Linked DNA regions of Zea mays: region 2 is linked to region 1. The links are chromatin contacts, called in public Hi-C maps. All regions are on one chromosome and are shown on one strand. The core of a region is the stretch at or near the end of the contact, and the rest is flanking DNA. Distances in the headings are between cores, read along the strand shown.

Region 1 (2,978 bases), core at 62-2,561:
AAGTCCCAATTATCAAAAATCATTGCAGTCCACGGTTAGCAAGATGGCTACATGTCCAACAATCATAAACCACGGCCTACCTAGGCAGAGCATGCACATCCACCCCGAATTGCAGACATTCTGTCCATTAGCACGCATATAAACAAACACCTAGGCTGCAACGGGCAACTAAGTTGTACTCAGCTTGAGGCCAGAATGCTCCAGCTTCAGAAGCCAAGTCCACGCGACGCGTTATCGAACTCTACAACCACAAGGTCAACTGTGCTACCACGAATGGAAGCCTGGGAGGCGCATCGAGTCAAATTCGGACCAATGGGCAGGGTGAAATGGCGAACGAGATGAACCATTAGGGAGGTAACCAGGTGGCGGGGAAGGCACGTACCCTGATGCGCGCGGTCATGTCCTGGTTGGCCTCGAGCAGCTGCGCGACCTCGCGACGCATCTGGCGTACCTGCACCTCCTTGCGATTCCGCAGCAGCTTGATCCGGGCCACCGCCATCCGCAGCGACGTCTTGCTGGGAAACCATCGTAGGAAGAAAAAAAAATAAAGCAGACGTTAGGTAGGTTACCCCATCCTTCGGCATCCAGCCGGGAGCAACAGAAATCGATCTCCACAGACCACTTGTCAGGCTTGAAGCCCTTGTGCAGGACGCCGGAGAATTTCCCCTTGCTCTTGTGCATCTCCGCCCCCGCCGCGCGGCACGGACCTGTGTCTTCCGGCCTGATTCGAATCCAGCCAAATCCAAACCGGGCGCGACACCAAATACCTGCCAACCTCCACCTAGGCGGGGAGGGGGGACTCCCTTTTGTCGCTGCGGCGGTGGATTGGAATATGGAAAGATTCGGGCTCTCACGCACGCGGGAGGGCGCAGGCTGCCGCTGCCGCCTGCTGCCAAGGGGAACAGAACAGGGGGAAGGAAGCAGGAGGAGACTTTTTGCCGAAGGAAGCAATTGTATCGCTTTTTGGTTGGAAGGGGTGGAATCCGTGCGGGCGATGCAGGGCAGCGGGAGGATCGGCCTTCCTCGCCGCTTCGCTTGCGCGTTGTCGGTTGGGCCGCTGCCCGCTGGCATGGTGGTGGATTGACCTTGACCGGTGGCCTTCGACGACGGGTTCGAGGCGCTCGGCTTGTGGGACGTGACCCTTCGGTGCAAACACGGCTTGCGTGATTGCATATTTGCGTAAATTGCGTTTGCGTTGACGCCGGCCATGTAATAAATCTCCCTTTGCTACATGGTAAAATGTCCTATTTTCTGTAAAAACAAAATCGATTCTTGTAAAACCATGTATGACATCTATAAAAATTTCTGCGTTCTAAACCTTCTGTTTTGACCTACTAGTAGTAATTTTTCACGTTGGGAGTTGGGAATTTTTGTCTCCATAGCTTTAAGTCTGTGGATGGGAAAAAGCGTGTCGTGTGTTCGGCATTTTCTGCGTTCCCAAGTGTATGTGACGTGTGGGACTTGGGCTTGTGGATTCAAATATTTACGTCTGTTGATCAGCAAGAAAATGGGTGCAGGCCGCGTTTGCAACAAGGCTCTAGATGCGCATGGGGCACGATAGGCTTCGAGATTCGCTGTTCTTTAGAAATCTTTATATAATTTAGAATCTGGTAATGTAACTTGCGGAAACTAAACTTTCTTCCTTACAAATGAGGTTTTGTTTAAAGTTGTCGTCCGAAGCCAAGGTCCCAAATACGTAGATTGTGTTTCAGCTGCAGGGCCAGTGGGCCACATGGCATTGCTCTAAGAGCAAGGATAATGGTTACGCCAGTTGACGACACGCTGGTAAAATAAACGCTTTACCAAATAAACTTAGGGCCTGTTTGTTTACCCCACAGATTATATAATCTGGATTAAATAATCCTAAGAGTCAAACAAACAGTCCAGCTTATTTGTCCAGATTATATAATCTAACTCCTTGGATTATGATAATCCATAAGCAAGTGAGGAGGTGCTTATTTCAGATTATTTTTTCCCACTTCCCCACTACCCTTTCAAGTTTTCTAGAAATTACCCACCATTGTCATTATAATCCACCGAATCGTTTTTGCGCCTAGTACTAGTCAATTTGGGATGAAGAAGGTGACATGAATGCCTTCCGTGATAATATTGCTAATGCAATATTTGCCAATGTCAATTGAATTATTTTTTTTCACATATGAGTTTCAACCTAGTACAAATATAGAGGGCATTTTTGTCTTACTCATACAAAAGAATCCTATTAACAACTCAAATAATCTGGGTAAACAAACAGGACTACTCAGATTATATAATCCAGATTATATAATCCAGATTATATAATCCTCCAAAAATAATCCAGATTATATAATCCATGTGGGTAAACAAACAGATCCTTAGGGCCTGTTTGTTTCAGATTATAGATTATATAATCTAGATTATAATCTAGATCATATAATCCAGATTATAATCTGTCTAGATTATAATCTGTATATAGCTGTTTGGTAGTCTGGATTATACAAATGCAGATTATTGTTATCTAACACACAAAGTCAACAATGCCCTTGTTTTTTATTTGATTTCTTTTTTGCAGGTATATGTCATTCTATCGATTCATACAAATATTTTGAAGATACGAAAAATAGATGTCATTTCGTACATCTTATTTATGCACAAGAAAGTATCTATAAATAAAATTACATTCTCCTAGCAAACAATGCATTTGCAATTTGATCTCGAATATTATTCATGTCGACCTCTCCCTCATCATCTCCCAATTGACTTGTACTATCTTGTGTTGGAGGAATTGGCATATAGTTCTCATCTCGATCGCACCGATCAAACTCTTCGTCGGCCAGTTTGCTGTCTCGAATGAAATTATGTAGAGTCATACATGCATGTATTATTTTTGACTGCTTCAGCATTGGATAGCTTGGTAAATCCAGTAAAATTCTCCATTTCATCTTCAAAACACCGAAGGAACGCTCGATATGATTACGAAGAGAGGAGTGTAATTGGTT
Region 2 (2,842 bases), core at 275-2,774, 310 kb before region 1:
TGTGATACTGTCTCCGATATGACATTTTGACTTGCATTTTTTGTTGTAAAAGTATACTGCTTTAAATAGAAAAGGATAAATATTACCAAAGTACTTTTCCATGTTGAATCTAGTAACATCAACCATGTGTTATGAATCTATGCTACCTTACATATATTGATAGTCCAATTGTCCAAGTCAAATAAGTTTGACCGACCAGAATCCTAAAATGATTTATATTTGGAATCAGAGGGGGCAGCAGAGAAAGAATGTATTTGCGGATTTCATTAAAATACCATGGCCTTAAATTGCTAAGGTTGAAAACTCTAAGAAACTTCTTGAGGGCAATATCTTCCCAACCATGAATCCCTGTACAGTGTGGTATCATTAGCAGGATATCCTTCAAATTTATCACACTGAATCCTATCCCAACAGCAATAACTGCTGAGCACGTTGAGTCACTGACTAGAGTGCCTCTTCGCTGGCATGCTTGCATTTGTCATCAAACAAAAAGAATGTGATTTAAGAAATCACCTACTCATGAATCATCATCACATGATCAGGTACTCAAACCAATCAAAACTATGTAAAGAAACAAGAAAATGAATCCCATTCATTAAAGTAAATTCCTAATAAGCAAAGGCACAAGGGCAACATCCACGGGCAAGAGGACATCAAAAGTAATATGTATGTGATTCGCTTCTTTCAGAAAATCTGTTTCAACATGTGATCAGCAACATTATTGAATTCAACTATAAGATTATCAATTGTTCACAAATATGAAAACAGCTTAAATTTACACCATACACCCGGATCATAAAACATTCATACTGCCACATGTAATCCGACACTGCGTGTCCATGACCACCACAGCATCATTGTCCTTGAGCAAAATGATCACATCAAAGCATCCCTCGGCAGCATAACACGGCCATTTCAACCTTCGCCTACATTTATCAGTTACCCCGAACACAAAATCTCGCCTTCGATGGCCCAAATCTACTACGGTACTACCGACAAAACTGCAGCAGCCAGCAGGGAGACCACCAAGCACCCTAAAGTCCTAAACCCATCACACAACTAATAGAGAGGGAGTGATGCACGGGGAAATCAACACACGTTCAGAAGCACACGACGTACGAAACATCACGAGAAGTCGGGACTAGTCGAGGAGCAAAAGGATCCGATATATAAGATATAGGGACGCGCACGGCTAGCACCGGCACGGCCAGGTAGATGGGGAGCGGCGGGGAGATGCAGGGGAAGATACCTTGAGGTCGATATTGGAGCGGGAGGAGAGGATCGGGCTGAACTGGGGGTCCTTCTGGATGGTCCGCCATTTGCCGGCGCCGTGCTTGCGAACGCCACGGCGGAGCGCATCCTCCTCTTCCGACGTCCACTTCTGCTTCGGCGCGCCCATAGCTTGCTCTCCTCGCGGTTCGCCCTACTCCGTATCTCCTGCGTCCAAATTAGCTACTACTGCTAGCCGAGGCAAAAACCCTAATCCACCTGGATAGATAGCTTTCTAATTTATTTTATTTAACGTATATGCTTTTTTGTTGGGCGGGGTGGGGTGAAGGTTGGGTGGGTATAGATCTGGTGTTTAGAGCAAGTTCAGCGGTTCTTTAAAAAACTTGCTAGATTAATAATTTAGATAATTAATTAACATAAAAACTCATCTCCAATTGTTCTCTAAATAAACTTTCTAAATTTAACAAATTTATCATATAACCTTATTTTCTTTCTATATTTGACAATCATTTAGCAACTCCTTAAATAAACATATTGACTCCATTATATAGATAATAAAGTTAATTGATGATATTTGTAACTTTTTTATGTGGATAAATACAAAATAAAACTACAATATATATTTAGAGAATTATTGGAAACTCACATTTTTTTATTTCTAAAGTTATTTAGCAACTTCTTAAATTTATGATTTAGAGAGATAAAATTTACATAACTATTGTAATTGCTCAGTCCTGTTTGGTTTGGGTGACAAAACAAAATGTATTTGCCAATTTAGAGACTAACATGAAATAAAATGGAGTGACTAAAAATTAGTTTCTAAAAACCAAACACCCTCTAAAGTTTAGTGATTAAACTTTAATCACTTTTAGTCTCTAGAGAAACAAACATGGTGACTAAAGTGGGGTGACTAAAAGAGACTAAAGTAGAATTTTTACCTTATTTGCTCTCTCATCTTTCTTCGTGCAGCAGACATCCACTAATTAATAGTGACAATGCAATTATTCGCACCAATTAATGCTCTTTAGTCAGATTTAGTCATTAGAACCAAACAGAGTATCTAAAGTTTAGTCAGGTGACGATGCGTTTGTTTACGGGACAGCTGAGGACAGGTAGGACATGGACGTCCCCTGACGTACTCTCTCATCCCTCCAATTTTTAGGGACAATTGAGATAATACTGGGATAATACTATCTTAATCCATGATACGGAAACAAACAAACTTATTTGATTATTTAAGGAATTGTCTATCCCATCTCATTCTGTCGTTACAAGCAAACGCACACTAAGAGGGTGTTTGGTTTCTAGGGACTAATTTTTAGTCCCTCAATTTTATTCCATTTTAGTCCATAATTTACTAAATATAGAAACTAAAACTCTATTTTAGTTTCCCTATTTAACAATTTATGAACTAAAATGGAATAAAGTTGTCGGGGACCATAATTAGGGGTACCCTCAAGACGCCTAATTCTCAGCTGGTAACCCCCATCAGCATAAAGCTGCAAAGGCCTGATGGGCACGATTAAGTCAGGGATCAGTCCACACGAGTGACTCGATCACGCTTCGCCCGAGCCTAGCCTCGGCCAAAGGCAGCCGACCTCGAGAGACTTCC

Evidence for each region. Hi-C and Micro-C count contacts between places; a contact is called where the count stands out from the background.
Region 2: a contact with region 1 is called in a Hi-C map of endosperm, with 2.7 times the contacts expected there. The contact joins the promoter of LOC542123 here to the promoter of LOC103636219 in region 1. A contact is called at or near these places in 2 of 25 Hi-C or Micro-C datasets (ear and endosperm).

The regions. Positions count from the first base shown.
Region 1 is chr8:157,876,311-157,879,288 of Zm-B73-REFERENCE-NAM-5.0, reverse strand. LOC103636219 reads right to left here and starts at 1,311. Exons shown (of 7, transcript XM_008658574.4): 1 at 620-1,311; 2 at 383-515. The coding sequence starts at 1,209.
Region 2 is chr8:158,186,457-158,189,298 of Zm-B73-REFERENCE-NAM-5.0, reverse strand. It overlaps LOC542123 (single myb histone 3), which reads right to left and starts at 1,524. Exons shown (of 6, transcript NM_001111755.1): 1 at 1,250-1,524. The coding sequence starts at 1,399.